Regions from separate parts of the Mus musculus genome. Here region 2 is linked to region 1. A link is a contact called in public HiChIP or PLAC-seq data. All regions are on one chromosome and are shown on one strand. The core of a region is the stretch at or near the end of the contact, and the rest is flanking DNA. Distances in the headings are between cores, read along the strand shown.

What was found. HiChIP or PLAC-seq counts read pairs in DNA pulled down with a chosen protein or histone mark.
Region 2: a CTCF HiChIP or PLAC-seq map of embryonic stem cells shows a contact between it and region 1, with 2.7 times the contacts expected there. The contact joins the promoter of Izumo2 here to the promoter of Prr12 in region 1. A contact is called at or near these places in 1 of 39 promoter capture datasets (stem cell-derived epiblast-like cells), 1 of 15 datasets of contacts at CTCF or cohesin (embryonic stem cells), 1 of 484 Hi-C or Micro-C datasets (embryonic stem cells) and 3 of 115 datasets of contacts at active chromatin or transcription factors (embryonic stem cells and pancreatic cancer cells).

The regions. Positions count from the first base shown.
Region 1 is chr7:45,050,357-45,055,376 of GRCm38.p6, forward strand. It overlaps Prr12 (proline rich 12), which reads right to left and starts at 2,978. Exons shown (of 14, transcript NM_175022.3): 1 at 2,440-2,978; 2 at 862-974; 3 at 1-10. The coding sequence starts at 2,525. It overlaps Prrg2 (proline-rich Gla (G-carboxyglutamic acid) polypeptide 2), which reads right to left. Exons shown (of 7, transcript NM_022999.1): 6 at 4,163-4,291; 7 at 3,248-3,841. The coding sequence ends at 3,823.
Region 2 is chr7:44,706,633-44,711,652 of GRCm38.p6, forward strand. Izumo2 (IZUMO family member 2) reads left to right here and starts at 2,098. Exons shown (of 7, transcript NM_001368390.1): 1 at 2,098-2,342; 2 at 2,424-2,498; 3 at 3,623-3,709; 4 at 3,879-3,899. The coding sequence starts at 2,111.

The sequences.
Region 1 (5,020 bases), core at 1,728-4,227:
CCAGAGAGGCCTGACAATGGATAAGTGAACGAATCAGCCAAGAAGAGGGTAGTGGCTGGGGTGAGACAGACGGATGGGAAAAGCACTAAACCAGGTTCAGTTCAGAGGAGGACTGGAGGGAGGAGCCAAAGGCAAGCAAATGGACGCAGTGCCCGTCAACGCAGTTTTCAGGAGGCTGAGGCAGGAGGATCAGACCTTCAGAGACAATCTGAGTAACTCCAAGAGAGCCTATCGCACTTATTAAAATAAAGAAAGAAAGGAATGGGCGGGGGGGGGGGGGGTGTGAGGCTATGAGGCTATAGAAGGCTCAGGGTGGGATTTCCAGCACCTCAGAAGTACCAAAGAAAATTCAAAAGAGGAAGGGGAAAAAAAAGGGCAAGAGTCAGAAAACAGGGAAGGGGACAACAAGGGCAGCCTGGGCAGACTGCACCGATTTAAAATTCAGAGGTGTGGGCAGCAAGGACAAGGTGGGGGATGAGGTTACTCTAAGCAAAAGGGGGAGGGCTAAATAACTGGAGTCAATAGGAAAGAAAAAGGAGACGACCAGCCAAGAGAATCCCACGGGGAAAGAAAAGACTAGGGGTGGGCTGGAGGGAAAGGAAAAGCCTGGAAGAGAAGGTGGGATTTGGGGGGGGGGGCCCTGATGGGTAACAGCCAATAGGAGGCAGAGGGGCGGAGCCATGACGGGCCTGACAAATCCGGCGTGAGATAAGGCCTCAGAGGCAACCAATCAGAGGAGAAGTGGCAAAAAGAGGTCCAGGACCCAGAGCAAGGCCAATTAGCAGGGGCGGAACTTTCAGCAACCAATCAGATATCTTAAAGGGCAGACTTGCCCCAGCCCTCCAGGATGGGAGCCCATACCTGCAGGGTGGTGGTTGGTGGCATAGCTTTGTAGTGGGTGGGGGGCCGCATAGGCCTGGCGATGCAAGATGTCGGTTTCTGGGTGGGAAGTCCGGGAGCTGCCGTAGACCAAGCTGGGAGCAAGAGAGAGATGTCAGAGTATTCTCTCAAGCTATCCTCTGGGAAGGGGGCTAGGAGGGGCTTCTCAACTGAATGGAGGTGTTACTCCAAAGAACCCAGAGATAACACTAGGGAATCCAGTCATCCCATGGCGGGGGAGGGGGTTAAAAAATGTCATTCTGGAGCACTTAAGAGTCCCACGTTTGCAAACACGGGCATGCGAGGACACACTGGGGACGGAGAAAGTCAGGGGAAGCAAATAGTCAACGTGAAAGGTGTGGTCCTCCCTTGAAGTCCTCCCATGCCACAACAGAACGAAAGGTCCAACACTGCAAGGACGCACGGACAACCCAAGACCCGCTGAAACGACACGGACCCTGAATTAGGAAAGGAATCCAGCCAGGCCAGGAGCAGGAGGTAGCTTGTGTCCCAAATGGCAAGGGGAGAAGGTGGGGAGGGGACAGGACACAGGGAAAGTCCCAGGTACAAGTCCTGACACGAATTCGTTGCATCCCTAGGGGCTGAGGTTCAAATGCACCGGCCTAAGTGAAGCCAGATGCGTGTACAAACAGGAGTTCAATTCACCCGTGCAAAAGAAAAGGTCCCGAGTGTGAAGTCCCACTCTAAAAATTTATACACGCTGGGGAAAGCTAAGTGTGGAGGGGGAGGAGGGTGAAGGGCAGGTGAAGAGTGAGGACACAGATTAAACTACAAGAGGCAGGTTCACGGGTGAACACGCGGCTAGCCACGCGTGCACAGGGCCCACGCTCACACACACAAACACAAACGGGGAAGAGACACGACTCTGTTCCAGAAAGGGCCCAAATCCGTGGCCTTGCACCAGAGGGCAAACAGCGCGCCATCAACCAGGATTCACAGCTTTGAGCAAGGTGGGGAGCAGAAGGGGGCGTGTCCCTAATCTCAGGACCCCCCCAAACACACAGAATTCTAGTTTAAGAAGGGGGCGGGGCCCCTTGCCCACTCTGCGCGGGGAATTTCTTGGAGGGGGGAGGGACCGAGTGGCCCGGCCTCCTGCAGCCCCGGAACAATAGGACCTGGGAGGGGGTGCAGCCCCCCAGGTCTGCGAGCTGATTCTCTTTTCCTCCCACCTTTGCAGTTGCAGAGCCAGGGGCGCCCGGGGGGAGGGGTCAGCACGCCGGGAATCCAAAGATGGGGGGCAAGTCCAGGCCTTGCTTCGCCAACCCTTCCCATCTTCCCAAGGCCTTCCCGGTTCGAATTTGTTTTTGCGCCTTGCCTGCTTCGTTTCTCTCTTTTGCAAGCAGGAGCTGGCTTTGGCGGAGTTTGCAATTTGCAAACTGGGGCGGCGGCGTTGTTACAAACCCAAAGAAGGCCGCTCCCTTGCAAAAATCGGAGGGGGAGTTGGCGATGCACGCGTTGCCGAGCGGGCCCCAGGCCCAGGCCAGGCAGGAATCCCCCCACCTCTTGGCCCATTTCTCTAGGTCCCCCTCAGCTCCTTACCTAGCTTTCGCTGACCTCTCGTAACTCCATCCCGCCCCGGCGCCGAGCGGGTCCCCGAAGCCGGCGCTGGGGTAGTTCCTGTCCATGAATTGGCCGCGGTGGAAATTGGGGGGAGGGGGAGGGAGGGGGAAAGGAGGGGGAGCGCGCGCGCTCTCCTCCGCCGCCGCTCCCTCCGCTGCTTTTTTTCCTCCCTTTCTCTTTTTTTTTCTTTGCGGCCACCGAAGGCCCGGGAAGGCCCCGGGCGGGGGAGGGAGGGGGCAGGGACGGAGGGGCGGGCAAAGGAGGGGTGCAGCCGCTGAGCCAAGGAGGGGGGGTTCCCCCTGGAGGAGGGAAAGGGGGGAGGAGGGACCCCGCTGTCTCCGCCTTTGCCCCGGCGCTTGCAAGAGAGAAGGGGACGCGCGCTCCGGAGGGGGCGTCCCGGACGGCCCCGGAGTGGGTGCGGGCGCTGGGTGCTCGCTCTTTCGCCTCCGCCGCCGCCACCTCCTCCTCCTCTGCGCTCACGGTGCAGCCATCTTTGCACAAGGCGGCAGGGGGAGGGGGGAGGGGAAGGGGGGCGGGCGGCGGGGTGTCTGGCTGCGCTCCGCTTCCTCCCACAATCCCGTGCAAATGTAAAAAAAAAAAAAAAAGAGAGAGAGAGAGCGCGAGCGAGCACTAGCGGAGCCTGGGAGGCGGGGGGGGGGGGTAAGCGAGTGAGCGCGAGCGCACCAGCGGAGCCTGGGGGTGTAGGGCACAGCGCCTGTACACAGAGATTCAGTTCCACCGCGCGCAAATGCGCCCAGAAAGGGGGCTCAGTTCTTTTGCATTTTTATTTTTTTCTCATTGTTTCAATTTTTTATTTCTTCCATCCCCCCTTCCTTTCCCAAAGGGTTTTTAAGCAGAGGGCAGCTCAGATCAACTCCATTTACCCGGGTGCAACACAAGCGTGACACCCCGCTTACAGCACATTGCAAATGCGCCCCCCACCTTTATACTGGATTACAAACCGCCCATGTGCCCGACTGGGGAAATACACGAAGTCAGGCGTGTGCAAGGGCCTGGTTCCCTGCGCGTACGTGCCCCGCGGCACCAGTGGAGTGACAGCCGAGTCACGTCTGATCCGAGTTTCCTAAAAGGTCTGCCCATTCTGAGGCAGGGCCACTGCTCAGACGAAGTGTGGGGGGGGGTCACTGGAGGGCCGGGGGCACCAACTCGGCAACAGGATGGTCAGGGACGTGCGTGTATGCGTGCCCGGCGGAAACACGTGTGTCATGGTAGACCTCGGGTCCGACGACCCTGACTCCCCCACGGACACACTGAAGCCCAGTCGTCGAAGAAGCTGGCGACTTCCGGAATCCGCTATGAATCAGGGGCACAGTTCAGGGAGCCCGCGCTGCAAGCAGGTCTTCAGTGAGGCCTTCTGAGGCTATCGGGGATGGGGGTTGGGAGTGCAGAGTCAAACATCCCAGCCGCCCCCTCCACCGAGCCTACACCGACCCGCCCTTGGTGCCTCAGCCAATCCTCAATCCTGTAGGCACAAGCCCCACCTTCCTCAAAAGCTGCACTCTTGCAAGGCTGATCCACGCCCCTATAGACAATTGCGTAGGGTCCGCCCTCCCCTGCAAGCTCCGCCCTATGTAGGTTTTCCTAAGCACCAAGCCCTGCCCTTGGGGACACGCCCCTCCCACGCGTTGCCTCTCCCCCCCCCTCCCTCTGGCACCACCCAGGCAGAAGCCCCGCCTCATACCTGGAGTAAGGGGGCGGAGGTGCGTCGTGCACCCCGGAGGCTGCTAAAGCCTGCTCATAGGTGGGAAGGCCTGGGGGCAAGGGTGGAGATTGAGGCGTCTGAGGACTCAAGGGGATGATGAGCCCGGTCCTGGAAACAGAAAAAGTGTGGTTAGTATAAAACCTACATTATAGTTGGAGACAAGGGGGTCAGCGGTTAAAACACTTGCTGAACTTGCTGAGGACCCAGGTTCCAATTCCAGCACCCACATGGCTGCTCACAACCATCTGTAACTCCAGTCCTGGAGGAGCCGACACCCTCTTCTGATCTTTGACGGCACCAGGCACATAAAAGAAAACTTTAAAAGAAACGAATAAAAAGAAACCTACAGTCGGGAGGTGTTGGCACACACGCCTTTAATCCCAGCATTTGGGAGGCAGAGGCATGGGGATTTCTGAGTTCGAGGCCAGCCTGGTCTACAGAGTGAGTTCCAGGACAGCCAGGGCTACACAGAGAAACCCTGTCTCATAAAAAAACAAAACAAAAACACACAAAAAAAGAAAGAAACCTACAAGACCTTCAGAGGTGTAAGAGAGATGGCCCAGAAAAGTGCCTCAAAGGACACCCTGATGGACATGGACATGAACCTGGATGTGTACTCTCATCCACAGAAACAGGTGCCCCAGGGTAACAGAGAAACATCAGGACAGACAACAAGAACAGACAAGACCAAGCTCAGGAGGTCCACACAGACACGAACACAACACAGAAACATTTAGTCCCAAAATTTCCCAAACCCAGTCTCTACCCCCCCCCCCCCCCCCGCAAGGTCTCCTGGGCTGGCTTTAGAACTTGGAACAGTCCTTCTGCCCAGCCTCC
Region 2 (5,020 bases), core at 848-3,347, 340 kb before region 1:
GTTTCCCCTCCCTTCTGTCAGTCCTCCACACCACCACCCCTTCTCCCACAGATCCACTCCTCCTCTGTTTTCCTTCAGAAAAGGGCAAGCCTCCCAGGGACATCAACTAATCTTAGCATATCACGTTTTGATAAGACTAGACACTCTCCTAAGGTCCTAAAAGCAGGCAAAGGAGTCAGGCTCCCAGCTGGTGCTATTAACCACACTCAGTGCTAAGCACTTTTTAAATTACATGTTTATTGGGGGAGGAGCACGTGCCATGGTGAATGTGTGTTCAGAGAATCACATTGGAGAGTCAATTCTGCCCTTCCACAGTGTGGGTCCTGGGAATCGAACTCAGGTCCTCATGCTTAAGTGTTGTAAATCAGGTGGCTCCCTCAGCCTGACTTTTAGCCACTCAGCTCCAGCAGCTTAAGTCATCACCTGCCCCTCTGCCAGGGGCAGCCCATCTCCTCTGTTGCTACAAGCTGCTTACTGCTTACGTTTCAGTGGGATGTGCACACCCTTTGAAAGGTCTCTCTCAGCATCATGTCTCTCTCTGTGTCTCTTCTCTGTTTCCCAGTCTCTCTGTCTCTCAGTCTCTGTCTCTCTCTGTCTCTCTGTCTCTCTGTCAGTCTGTCTGAATCTCTCTGTCCAACTTCTAGAGATCCCTTCCCTCCCCCACTCACCCATAATAGCATTCTTGCCTTAGATCTACTGTGTGGTGTGATCTCTTAGTGGCACAGCTTGTCCCAGACCTTTCTCTGCTTAGCCTAACATTGAAGACCTGCTGAGCCATCGCACTGGCTCCTTGAACTTTTAAAATTGGACTTACAATTAGATAATCACCACTATCAGGAGGTTGAGACCGGAGGATTGGGAGTTCAATGTCATCCTTCGATAAATATAAAGTTCAAGGCCAGCCTGGGCTGTGTGACACACTCTTAGAAGAGAAATAGGGAGAGGGAGGGCTGGAGAAAGGAAGAAGAGAAAGAGAAACCGGGTGTGGACCTGGGAGTATTTGGGGCGATGAATAGGATCAAAATGCATTGTATGTGTCTGTGAAATTCTCAAAAATTATTTTTTTAAAAAACTATTCTTCCAGTCATGGTGGCGCACGCCTTTAATCCCAGCACTCGGGAGACAGGCAGATTTCTGAGTTCGAGGCCAGTCTGGTCTACAGAGTGAGTTCCAGGACAGCCAGGGCTATACAGAGAAACCCTGTCTCAAAAAAAAAAAAAAAAAAAAAACCTATTCCAAGACAAGGTCTTATTATGTAGCTCTGGCTGTCCTAGCATTCACTAATATTGAAAGAACCTAGTGGGGAAACCCCCACTCAACTCCCGATTCTGTGTGCACCCAAGAATCACCAACAGAACACAACACCTTGATGTAACAACACGAGGTATTTTAATGGCGGAGCGTCGGGTCGAAACGTATCTCACACAGGAGACAGTGGATTCGACCACGAGGCTTGGAAGCTAGGGGTTTTTATAGAAAAGGAGTGGGGCTGGGGGAGGAATTGGCACGGTTTCACATGATTGGTCCATTTAAACATCAGCAGCCTGTTAACATTTAACTTAGGTCAGAGGGGTGGGAGATAGGGAGGGGACGGGCCTGTCCCGGCATGTCCTGGTCTGTTCTGCTATGTTCTCAGCCCCAGGTTTCAAAGCTCACAAACAACTCTTTGGGCTATTTGACATACATTACATGAATCACAGGTCTCAAGTTTTATTTCCTTTCAATATAGACCAGGCTGGCCTAGAACTAACAGAGATCTGCCTGTCTCTGCCTCCAGAGTGCTGGGATTAAAGACGTACCTGGCTTCGAAAATTAGTAAGATGTTGTAAGAGAGAAAGAGGAAAAAAGAAAGAAACGTGAGGAAGAAGGAAAGCAAGAAAGTCTGTTGAATTAGTAAATTTAGCCTACAGTAAGGCAGGACACTTCAGTCTTTCTCAGCCAGGCTTTAGGGGTTGGAGGAGGGCAGGGTGGGGGTGGAGGGGGTGGGGGTGGGGGATGGGGGTTAGAACAGCACCCAACAGGTGTTCAATAAATATGTTAACTACCTGGATTCCAGAGCTACACTCGGAGTGTTCTGAGGTCGCCCCTGTGAGGTCACAAAGTCCCCACCATGCCTTTGGCCTTGGCCCTGGTGCTTTTGTGTGGCCTGGGCGGCCCCGGGGCATGGGGCTGCCTGCAGTGCGACCAGTCAGTGCTACTGGAGCTCAGGCAGTTGCGTGATGCCATCGTCACCAAGCGCTTCCATCTGGAAGGGCTGCAGGCGCGCGCGCAGGCCCTGCTGTTGAGCATGGAGGGGCCTTTCTTCAGGGACTATGCAATGAACGCTTTCGTGGGGAAAGTGGGTGTGTACTTGGGTGCGTAGGGAAGAGGCCCGGGGAGCTGTGGGCCTTCTGACCTGACAGGGCCTCCCTTCTGGTCTGCAGTCGTGGATCAACTGGAAAAAGTGGCGACATCCTTCAAGAACCAAGCCCAGTATATAAAGGCTAACTCTAAGACAGGTGGGAGACCCTTGAGCCACCCCCTGGCCTTCCTTTCTGCATCCGAGCTTCTCCTCTGGGCGGGCATGTGTCCTTTGCTGTGACAGCTAGGCAGAATTTTGAGAAAGGGTTGAGAGGGAGAAAAGCTGAGGTTCAAAGAAGTCAGGTGACCTGTCCAAAGTCACACAGAGTTGACGATGTATGCGGGACACTCCCATCTCTATAATGCCCATCACTAGGTGTGGCCAGCCACACACTTCTGTCTTCTTGTGTTTCTCAAACACTGTGATTTTTATAAACGGGGTGTTTTTGGCATTGTCTTGCTGAAAGACTACATTTCCCAGCTTTCTTTGCAGACTACAGCAATCATTTCAATGGGATAAGGGGTGACTTCTTCCTCTGGAGGCATTCTGGCCATCTACTTCTTTGCGGTGAATAAGCACGGTCCCATCTAAGGTTGGACCAAGCCTTTCTTTCTGTCTCTCTACAGCTGTCTTTTAAAAAAATATAATAATCTAACATTTGTAATAACCTTCCACCAGTGAGTAAACCCGTGGCCTGTCATCCTAGTAACTCAGGAAGCTGAGGCAAGAGGACCATGACTTTGAATCCCTCTAATTAGTTAGAGTTCAAAGCCAGCCTCAAAGCTCTAGGTGCCAGGATTCACGGGAACCAGCCGTTATTCAAGCACAAACAAGTCTGCACACACATTTTGAGTCTCAAACACTTGGGAGCCTTCCAGAATTCAGACTCTTTCTGGACAGTCAGGTCATTTTTGCAAAGAACCGAAATGAAAACCTCTAAAATCTGGAGCACTTAAAAATTCTTAAAATTTTATGTGTATAAGTGTTTTGGGGTTTTGGGGTTTGTTTTTTTTGTTTGTTTGTTTGTTTCTGCATGTATTATATGCCATTTGTGCATGCAGTACCTGTGGGTGTCAGAAGAGGGCATCAGATTCCCCTGGAACTGGAGTTCCAGGTGTTTGTGAGCCACCGTGTAGGAGCTGGAAACTGAATCTACGTTCTTTACAAGAGCAGCCAGTGCTCTTAAGCACTGAGCCACCTCTGTAGCCCAGTCCGACAATTCTGTAAGTGGCTGGAGGTTTGATGAGGACCTGCACTGAAGAGCATCTCTTCCTTCCTCAGACGTTCCTCTGCTGGAAGAGCTGGTGAGCTTCAGGGAACATGCCATCAAGGAACTAAAGGGAGCATTAAGAGACTATGAAATGAAAGGTGCCGCCCCTTCTCCCCCACCCAGTTCTTTCCCTCCTAATAGCACTCCTGGGACCCCCAGCATCACCATCTTGCCAGATTTCCCCCTTCTCTCCCTTGATCCCTTCCCAATTCAATTCTCAAGCTGCCATGTCTGCACGTCACTCATATCAGCTCTCTTCTCTTTCAGCCTGTGACCACAAAACTTGTCGTGAGTTCTAATTTTCCTACCCACCCCGCACCCACACCTATTCCCCATTCCTCCCAAATCAAACCTCAATGCCCTACTCACTTTACCACAAAACCATGAACCCCTGGTCATCAAGGGAGGGTGGTTTGTTGTGAGTGCATGCATGTGCATGTGTGTGCTCACATGCTTGTATGCATGAATGTGTAAGCACATGTGTGCATGCATGGGGTCATGCGTGTACACATGCATGTATGTGTGTTCATGTGCATGCACGAGCATGTGTGTATTTGTTTGTGCACGAATGTGTGTATGTGCCTTCCTATGTGTATTGCATATATGTGTATCTGTGCATGCACAAGTGTGTGTATATGTGTGCGTGTGTGTGCATGCATGTGTGTATGTGCACATATATGTGTGTACATGTATGTGTGTTGCATGAGCAGATGACTGTGAACTACAAGTGGGGCTGGGATCTGAGAATTAGTAAAGGTTTTGAGTTATTGAGGCATTTCTTCAGCCCCACCCTGGTTTCTGAGCTAGGGTCTCGTGGTGTCATGAAGGTCACTGACTAGGCTGGCTGCCCAGTGAGCCCCTGGGATCCCTCTGCCTCGTTCTCAGAGCTTTGACTACACACACTGCCACCTCGAACTCTTCCGTTCTAAGGAGTGAACTTGAGTCTTCATGCTTACAAGGCAGCCATCTTATCCACTGAGCTATCTCTGCCTCACTCCTCCCACCCCAATTGCCTTTGCTTCTTCTTTTTTGACACAAGGTCTCTCTCTCTCTCTCTCTCTCTCTCTCTCTCTCTCTCTCTCTCTCTCTCTCTCTCTCTCTCTCTGTAACCCATGCTGACCCGGAACTCATGGCAGTCCTCTTACCTCACCCTCAACAGTGCTGGTATTTCATGAGTCACCAAGACAACCTCAGGATTTGTGTTGGGTTGGTTGGTTTGTTTGTTTGTTTGTTTGTTTGTTTGAGACAGGGTTTCAGTAGCTTTGGCTGTCCTGAACTCACTCGGTAGACCAGGCTGGCCTCGAATTCACAACGATCCTCTTGTTTCTGTCTCCAGAGTGCTGGGATTACAGGTGTGCACCATCACCCCCTGCTTGTCATTTTGTTTGTTTGTTTTACATTTTATGTTA